Regions from separate parts of the Anser cygnoides genome. Here region 2 is linked to region 1. The links are chromatin contacts, called in public Hi-C maps. All regions are on one chromosome and are shown on one strand. Each heading gives the region's core, a stretch centred on a gene start, on an enhancer-like site or on the middle of the called end of the contact. The rest is flanking DNA. Distances are from core to core; before and after follow the strand shown.

Region 1 (5,051 bases), core at 2,198-4,697:
CCAACCGTCCCCCAACCACTGCTATCACCCACTAAACCATGTCCCCAAGCACCATGTCCAGCCTTTCCTTGAACACCCCCAGGGCCAGTGACTCCACCACCTCCCTGGGCAACCCGCTCCAATGCCTGACTACTCTTTCTGAGAAGAAATGTCTCCTCATTTCCAACCTTAACCTCCCCCAGGCACAACTTGAGGCCCTTCCCTCTAGTCCTATCATCAGTTATCTGCAAGAAGAGGCTGACCCCCAGCTCCCCACAACTTCCTTTCAGGTAGTTGCAGAGAGCAATAAGGTCTCCCCTGGGCCTCCTCTTCTCCAGACTAAACAACCCCAGTTCCCTCAGCCTCTTCTCACAGGACTTGTGTCTCAGGCCCTTCACCGGCTTTGTAGCCCTTCTCTGGACACGTTTCAGAGCCTCAAGGACCTTCCTGTAGTGAGGGGCCCAAAGCTGAACACAGTACTCGAGGTGTGGCCTCACCAGAGCAGAGTACAGAGGGACAATGACTTCCCTGGTCCTGCTGGCTACTATGTTCCTGATACAAGCCAGGATGCTGTTGGCCTTCTTGGTCACCTGGGCACACTGCTGGCTCATGTTCAGGCAAAAAAAGAATTTGTGGGTTTTTAAAATGCAGAAAAAGTCCTTTTAAGATTTTTAAAGGACTAACTAAAAGTTAAAGAGTTTTGTGATTGGAAGAAGGGAAATTTCTCCATCGTACCACGTTCAACTCTCGTAAGTTTCAGCTCTATCAATGACGTTTTTTGATCATAAGCCCATCACTTCTAGACATGGGGCTGCAGGTTATTAGTCTACACAAACCAACCAGCAGAGGAAAAAGAATCAATACACTTTACCAATGAGCTTCCCAATAACCAACAGCAGACGTACAATGAAACTGAAATCCCAGACTCTATTCCGAGCTCTGTGTATTGTTAAAAGATCCTTCTGCTCCAACACTTTCATCCTATCATCCTGATCACCAACTCTGCTCTAAGGTCCAAACTGCGTGAAACACGCAGCTGTTGGATAATTTACTTAATAACAAAAAACACCACTCTGCTCACCCCATGATTTTCCTTCTTGAGAAGCTGCATTACAAGGATATCTTGTCAGATAAGCACCAGATGCAGGAAGAAAATAAACTAATCTGACATAAATAGAGCTGAAATACAGAAACTACTGAGGTCTAGTGACAACTGCATAAGTAGCTATCTGAGAAGCTTCATCCTTTGGCGTTCATTTCCACATGACAGAGATTCAGAGAACTCTACCAGCTTCAGACCAGCATTTGCGAGGTTCAAATGGACACAATTTAATGCATGCTCTACTTCAGTTCTAAATGCTAAATTCTCTGAAAAGACAGAGGATTCATCATGAAAACAAGCCATTTATATTTACAATTCTTAAACCTTTGCCATTACAGAGTTACTGTTAGTTTTGCAATTACCATCTGTCGGAGAATTGACCTCTGTTCTAACTTTTGATTTTTCAAGATCTTCCTTGTATTCTTTCTTCAATTGTTTTACAATCTTTTTGCTGTAACTTGATTTCTTCACTTTGAAAACTTCTTCGGTTTCTTTAAAAGAGAAGTTGGAAAACACTACGTTAGATCTGCCAAGAAGTTTACTTACTGTTAGATTTCTTAATTTTGTACCTAGAACTTAAGTGCCACTAGAACGTAATTTCACCCAACTATACAGTTGCACTGTCGTAACACAGAGTTGCACATCCTTTCACAGGTACTTTCTTCCTTGTTTTTTGGGAGGTCATTTTCAGGTACATCCTGCTCACAGAACAATCAGAGAAATGCAAGGCAGAAGTTACACAAAAGCGTACAAGATGACCTGCATTTATCTGACTGTATTAATCTTTGGTTTTGTTTTTTATTAGTTTTTAAACAACTGATCCTTGACTGTGACCACAAATTTGGAAGAAAACAAGAAATCCCAACATTTTGGGTTATCACTCTTTTCATAGCCTCACACACACGCGTGCCAGTATGACTAATGGGCAAGGGAACAACTGTGTTTTGTTGTTCTACCAGTTTAAAGGCCTGCAGAACTACAACCTACCACAAGGTATGCAGTAAGTTGAAGAACTAAATTGCATCAAAAAAACCCACACCACAGATTAACGTGGGAAATCCAGAGTTTTCAGAATTTCTAGCAGGATTTCTGTCACAGTCTTACAACCCAAGTTCCAGTGATCACTGGAAATTCCTTCAAAGAGGACTCAAAACGCATACTAACCGTCCCGCTGACAAAAGGTATCACAAGAACGCTCCTATTAATCCCATCCAGAACTTCTGGGATGCAATAAACTCAGGAGTTTGAGGAGTACTTTTGATTATTTTTAACATGCAATAACTACTACCCATAATCAGATTATCTGAGTGAGAACAGACCAATTCATGAGCACGATACCTAGTGGAATCTAGCAGAAATATTAGCCAAAACACTGCACGAACACAGCTAAGCTATTTTGCTAAGAGCTGAAGCCCAGAAACCATTCAGCCACTTTTCTGACTATTCACGAGGGTTAACCTAACAATCCTCGTGGACTCCGAGATGAAGCAACTCTGCCACAAAACCCTCGCAGGGGGTTTGTCGGATCCAGCCTTTAACACCGGCCACACCGGGGGAAGATAAACCCGACAGGGAAGCTCAGCAAAGACACCCCTCCCTCAGCACCACAGGCGCGGGGCGGCAGGGGCCGACGAGGCCGGGCCTAGCTCCCGGTGCCTCGCACCCCCTGCTCCCCCTGCCTCACACGGGGCGCCGCAGCCCCCCGCCGGCCCCCACACCGGGCGGCACGGCCACGAAACAAAACGCGTCGGAGGCGCGGGGCCGGGGCGGGCAGCCCCCCGCCGCCTCACCCTCCTCCTCGTCCTGGAAGCTGAGCAGGCTGGCCCGCGGCACCTCCTTGCTCTCCCGCGGCCGCTTCTTCTCCTTGTGGCGCCCGGCGGCCGGCAGCCCGTTGCCCTGCTGAGGGGCCGCCGGCGGCGGCGGGGGCAGCGGGGAGGGCGGCGGGGGCACCCCCAGGCCCGCCCGGTCGGCCGCCATCAAGCCCAGCCCCAAGCCGAGGGCCGCGCCGTAGCCCGCGGCGCAGGCGAAGGCGGCGGGGCTGCCGGGCAGGGCGAGGGGCACGCAGCCGGGCGGCAGCGGCAGCAGACCGGGGCCGCCGGGACCGCCGGGACCGCCGCCGCCGCCGCCTCCTCCCCCGGCCGCCGCCGCCGCCACGGCGGAGGCCTCGGCCGGCCCTTCCCCGGCGGGTCCCGGCGGCGGCTCGTGGGGCGGCTCCTCGTCGCGCTCCTCGTCCTCCTCCTCCGAGTCGTTGCGCTTCCTCACGTTCACCCGCCGCGCCTTGCGGAACATGCCGCCGGGCGCCGAGCCCCCCGCGCCGCGCCGCCCCGCCACCGCGCCGCGGCCCAGGCCCGGCTCGCCGAGCATGATGGCGGCCGCCGCAGCGCCACGCCGCCGCAGCGCCCCCTGCCGGCCGCCCGCCGCCACCGCCGGGGCGCCCGGGCACGGAGAGCCCGCCCGCCCCGGGGGGCGGCCGCCATCTTGTGCCGGGGAGCGGCGCGGGCTGTTTGAAACTGCGGGGCGGCTCGGCGGGTCCTGTCAGGCCCCGTTGTCGCCTCCGCCGCTCCCAGCGCTTCTCCAGGCTCGCCCCGGGGCTCTACACGGCCCTGAGGGTGTCTGCTCCCTCCAGGCTGGGGAGGGAAAGTGGTCTGGTGGCCCTCCAAGTGCTAAATGGCGGTGTGTTTTGGGGCAGGGGTCTGTCAGGGCTGTGGGCACCTTCAGGAGAAGGCAGTGCAGCTGGCGGTTGACTAAAAGAAAAAGCATAGAATCATTAGGGTTGGAAAAGACCTTCAAGATCATCTGGTCCAACCATCACCCTACTACCAATGTCACCCACTAAATCATGTCCCTAAGCACCACGTCCAACCTTTCCTGATGAATGATGAATTTGGTGGCAGATGCAAACAGATCATTTGACCTTTTTAAAAACAGATCTTTCAAGTACATTTGTTGGAAACTGGAGGGGTTTCATCCTTCCCACACTATCAAGAGCATACCCAGCAACCACTCTTTGCCAAGCACTGCTGGAGTCCACACAGGATGAGATGTGACAGGCTTGGCTGCCATCCTGCAGCCTCTCCCTGCTGTGGAAAGCTTGCTTTTGTGCTGCTATCAGTCCGCACTGGCTTCCTAAAGTTACACTCAAACTACTAGTTGGAAGGAAAACTACAGCCTCTATGTCATTTTTTTTTCCTGTTATGAAAAAACTGCCTCAGTTTCCATTCATTGGGATATCCAATAATTATACATCAAGACTAAAGACTGGCACATACATACAGGTTGAACCTGATACATGGAGGACAAAAGCATTGTGTATATAAATATTAGTCACTGTAGATATATGATGAAACACCACAGGTTGTTGGTTCTTGACCTAATGCTAAGTTTTAGAGGGTGGTTGAATGCAAGTATCTTATGCTGACATTTAAAAACAGATTGACTAAATCACATAATTGTTTCTGCTGTGTGATACTTAATGTACTGCTGCAAGTAGTTCATGTGCAGACAAAAGAAACCACCAACTGAACTAATAAAGCTCGCCATGTATGCATTATATACTTTGGTTTGTATTTTGTGCTTTCCATTGCTCTGAGGAAATTCTGTAAGCCTCTGAATGGCAAAACCATATAAAATTTAGATTGGGAGAATCAGGTTTTAGTATCTGTTGGAGAAGAATGGGTGAACTGCAAAGATCAGTGCAATATTGGTGCTGTAAATTTCTGCTGGTCATGTAAGTGAGAGGATGTTTTTTTCCTGATTCCAGGAAAATCTCTGCAGTGGTTACTTGTGCACAAGAGTAAGATGTCTTTTACACGATCCTTACTCAGAACACTGCTGTGGCAAAATGAACTGAAACTTTAATTTGCACCTTTAGAAAGCATATGGATTTATTAATGTCGTGATTTCTTCCCTACAAGGCCAGAATACGCATATCCTCAGTTACTGCTGCATGTGTGGATTTCAAAAAGTAACC
Region 2 (4,838 bases), core at 2,304-4,803, 170 kb after region 1:
CTACAAGATAATATATCACTGTTTCACACATCTTGACACGCCTGCAGATTTTATTTATTCTATATGGCAGTAGAGTGCAGGAACTCTGATATATTCCTGCAGCCTTTATGCGTGTTAGGTTCTCATGGCTCACCCCACCAGAAATGTAGGGCGTCCTGGAGACATTCAAGACTGGAACTGGGTCTTAAGCAACCTTTGCAGAAAAAAAGATGCCTCAGTAAAAAGGAAAAGGATCTAACCAGTGTGACAAGCCTACAAAGGGGCATATTTGCCCCTTTTTTGGCCCTACGAGAGGGCCAAAATTCAGAAATTTGTCTGTATGTGACAGTCTGAGTCAAAACACAGAGGTGGTAAAAGCTGACTGAAATGAGTCATTTTCGAGGTTCTGAAGTGATGCCGGAAACCTACTCTGTCTCTCTTCTTGCACAGAAAAATCTTTCAAAACAAACAAGCACAAGTATCTTTTCCAGAGATGTGCACAGAAATCACACCTCGCTCCCACCAACACACCTGGAAAGCATGTGATGCATGTCAAAGCATTTGATCAACACGAGAAGACAGCTTAAAGATGTGTATGAACAACAACAAAAACAACAAGTTCTTATTTTAAGTGTGTTTGTCTGCCATACGCTGGAAGGTTTAATAAGGTACCTTTAAGTTCTGCTAAGGGAAGTCTCAGTCTTCCAAAGTGTTCATGAAACAGATCTGTAGAATTATATTAACATGAAATCCATGAGCATAAACAGGTGCATACCTAACTTTAGTGGAAGTACTTTCTAAGACTTCCGAAGTACTCCAATGTCTTTTCCAACACTTTTCCTAGAGAAACAGCATCACCTTCAGGCCAGAAAAATCACATTCCAATTTTGTTAGCCAGGAAAACTTAAAAACTACTTCTCAAATCTTGCATGTTTTTTGTTTATTTCTGATCCTAGATGGCAAAACATGAACATATAAAGATTTTCATTGGGCTGTACACAATTACTATTATTTTTAAAGGGGGTGGTCTCTCCTAGTTTTGGATCCCCCGAGGTTTCAGAACAATCTGCACACTTGGGCTCATAACAAAATAATAATAGCAAAAACAGAAATACAATTTAATATAAATAGATGTGTCAGGTGTAAACAACCAGGCAAAGTTATATAAAGGTGTCCTGGAAGCTGTGTAGTGGTATTCTCCCTAGCAAAACCACTAAATCAGGTTCACCAGTGCATGTTGACACTAAATACAGCAAATCAAAATCAGGTTCACATCACTTTAAACTAGTTTTCTTAATTCCCAGCATTTTTATACTCAGTGAACCCTTGCCTGCATAGAGAATCAGCCCTAACCAGGCACAGCTGGGAGTGCCACGGAGCCACTAGCAAATAGTGAACCTGGTGCACCGGATCTGCTATACAGAATTTTCAAAAAGTTTCATTGGAAATGCTTTTCAAGGGCTTTTTCAGGCTGGCATCCTTAGCAGAGGCTCAGCAGTATCCCCATGTTTTACCACTTGAACTAGATTCCAGCTATTCTGCAACATGGGGTCTTGCCTCTTAGGGCTCCTATTGCCCTAAACTGGAACAATCTTACATTCCATTTTTCCCCTAGCCACCTGCTGATACTGTGAAGAAGGCAAATTTGCTGAGTGCACCAGGGTCAACACTACTCCTCCAGGGAAAATTCTTCTCTCTTTACCCTTACAAATGTTGGAAAATAAAAATCTCCCATAACATGGTATCTTATTTGCTGGCTTTCTCATTACAAGATAGGTATGTGAGCAGGTGAATGAGTCCTTGCATCTGAAGTGTCCAAAACAAAGTGGCTGACTGCTGCATGAGGCAAAACCACCGAACTCTTTCCCCTTCTACCGTTGCTCACTTAAGCATTTTTCTCCTCACAACTTTCTCTTCACTGGAGGCAGTGTCTTGAGGATTGATTCATCCATGCTGTGCCTAGGCCAGACAGAAGATCCACTTGATGACCAAGCATTATCAGTGGGGATAATGAGGAAGGCCAGTGAGAAGGGTGAAGAACTCTCTTTAAACTATATTTATAGCTTAAAGTCTTTAAACTATGCTTATAGTTTAAAGAAGTGGAGAGACAAGGAATGATAGGAAAAAAGGAGAAGGAAATGTAAAGAGGAAAAAAAATAGTGCAGATAAATATCAGTCTTCAGCACAAAGCACTGAGAGACCAAGAGAGCCATTAAAATCATCCAATGTGCAGGAAAGAACAACAGTTTCAGAGAACTGCAAAGATGGCAGAAAATTAGAAAGAGGGTTCACTAAAAACAATGCTGAAAAAGCATTTAAGAAAAAAGGTCACAGGCAAATCATGGTGTTTTTGTGTTTTGTTGTTGTTGTTGTTGTTTTAAGAAAAAAACAGTGTGGTAGAAATAAGCGAAACAAGAACAGAATAAAAATTAAAAGTTTAAAAGATCTTTATGTTTGGCAATCCAAGAGGTGAGTGAACCACATAAAGATATTATTACGATTCAGATTATCCTTCCAATTTTTTTTCCAGATTCTGCTTCCATGTAAACATCCTGTCCTTTAAAAGCTTAGTCTGGAACTAGAATTTTTCAACTTTGAATAGCTGGGCATTGCCAAGAGCCCTACAGAAACAGAAATCAAGAAAGAAGTAATGGTGCCACATACACCACTTGCCCCATGAGACAAACGCATGCACAGACATATAGTGAATTCAGCCTTTTTTGAGATTTTATTCAAAGCTCTGCATCTCAGATCTCAGTGTTATTGCTTCATGCAGTAAAACAGGGAAGAACTGTCTTGACTAATTTTAAGCTGTCTGTGGGTTAAAGCAGTGTAGGTATCCAGCCAGAAAGCTTGTAGAAGCCTTGTAGGAGCCTGAAAGGTGGTTATGGTAAATCTCAGGTTTGCTTTGCCTAGTGTAGCTTAAAGTACAGTGTGACCCCACATCAGCCACCAAGCAACACCCCAAATTACACGTCTCCACCAGCAAAGACCCAGAGCTCAGCAGCCTGGGAGGTTTAGTTGGCGATGCTGGAGGTGTGGAGGGACATGGCTGCTAACTGGCACTGGTTTCTTACCCCTCTCAGGTAAGTACCAAGATTTTTTAGTGAATAACTTGATGAGGGCTGTATTTAATGCCACCTCGCTTCAGTTTTAGCTATCAGAAAATAGTGGTGCAGAGGACACCCCATCCACTGAGGCAAACATTTATGAAGCGCTTGGCGGCAGCAGCAGGGCTCCCCTTGTGCACTGAGGTCACGAGCGAGAAAGGGAACCAACAGGAGCCTTTGCGGCTCTCCGTGAAGGTTTACTTCACGATTTAAAAAACTGGTAATAATCAAAGAGCCGGATTAAGCGCTCATGAATAGAAACCGAAACAAGCCGAGCCCTTAAGTGCCCGGAAAGCGGTGCCTGAGGCCGCCCAGGGGAACGGGCCGGGGTGGCGGGGCGGGACACGACCCCCGGCACCGAGCCGAGCAGGGTCGAGCCGAGCCAGGCAGGACCCCCTAAGTCGGCCCCACAGCCATAACGGCCGCCACCCCCGGCCCGTTACTCCCGCCGGGGAAGGGCGTGGCCAACAGCTAGGGGGCGTGCCCAGGCGGCCGGGCCGGCGCCGCCATTTCGTGCTGCGTTCTCGCCGAGCCGGCCCGGGGGCGGCGGGGAGCCCGCGGGGATGGCGCCCGCCGCCAGGTCCGGCCGGGGGGGCGCCCGCCTCCCTCAGCGAGCGGAGGTAACGTCGCCCGCCGCCAGCCGCGTGGGCGGTGGGGCCGCTCCGTTAGGGATAAATGAGGAGGGTCCCCGGCGGCACCGCCTGGGGGTGCGCGGTAGGCAGCGCGCTGCGGGGGTGGGAAGTCGTGAAGGGAAAGGCAGGGCGGCAGGCTGAGCGAGGGGGCTGCTCGCCCGTAGCCTCCGGTTTCCTCGGCGGGAGCGGCAGGAGGGGCGCTTGAGGGCCGCATGTCCCACGCTGGGTCCTCGGGGGAGCTGTGGGGCACCCCGGGGGTGCAGCTGGTGGGCTCCTGATCGCCGGGTCCGGGTTTCTGAGGTTAAATGGCTCACATGGATTCTGTAACGAAATCAATTCCTGCATCTTGCTGCCTGTGTAGGTTTAGCACATTCCTCTGCAGGCTTCTCTGTGTGAAGCATCTCCTAGGTGTCTGTCTCTCTCAATATTCAAATGAGTAAGTTTCTATAAATAAACACGCCATCTGCCTGTTTCAAAGAACAGGGTGTGTTTTCTGCTTTATCAATGTGAAGCTGTTCTGAAATACAAACCAGTGACTTTCAAAAATTTTTTTAATTTTTTTTTTTCCTAATTGGAAGCATCCAACTCAAAACCACCTGGCCTGAACTCAAGCTAAAGACTAGCTGCAGATGAGGTGGAAGTGTGAAGCTGAGTTGTGAAAGTGCTGGAGGCTTCAGGCAGCATGCAGGAGTACCCAGCTGAGTTATCATGTTGCTAGTCTAAGAGCTGGCTGATGAGGTGAGTGGGGGCTGGACTCACAGGTATTTCCATGGCTTCTCTCCAAGGGCTGTTGAGGCTCTGAGGCGGAAGAGTAAGAAGAGCTAATGAGAGTCCTGACAGGAATGGTTTTCCCCTTAAATTTCCACTGTCATTGATAAACTTGTAGAGGACGTGTAGATTTAGATGACTGTACAAACTCAAAGAGAAACATGTTTGGTCACATTTACCTTACGTATTCTAAGGTGCCGAACTGTAGAATATGTAAGAAATATCAAAAATCAGATCCTGCAGGTGTAAGTGTTCTTTAAAATGCCTGTGAAAGTACCACTGTCTTCTGTATGACTTCTGGATGAAGCTGGTTGCCTTGTTGAAAGTAGAAAGTTGGTTTTTTTTTTTG

What was found. Hi-C and Micro-C count contacts between places; a contact is called where the count stands out from the background.
Region 2: a contact with region 1 is called in a Hi-C map of liver, with 2.6 times the contacts expected there. The contact joins the promoter of IFNAR2 here to the promoter of PAXBP1 in region 1. A contact is called at or near these places in 4 of 7 Hi-C or Micro-C datasets (granulosa cells and liver).

The regions. Positions count from the first base shown.
Region 1 is chr1:113,088,972-113,094,022 of Taihu_goose_T2T_genome, forward strand. It overlaps PAXBP1 (PAX3 and PAX7 binding protein 1), which reads right to left and starts at 3,448. Exons shown (of 18, transcript XM_066978186.1): 1 at 2,872-3,448; 2 at 1,444-1,572. The coding sequence starts at 3,445.
Region 2 is chr1:113,257,349-113,262,186 of Taihu_goose_T2T_genome, forward strand. IFNAR2 (interferon alpha and beta receptor subunit 2) reads left to right here and starts at 3,554. Exons shown (of 10, transcript XM_048071406.2): 1 at 3,554-3,709; 2 at 4,300-4,459.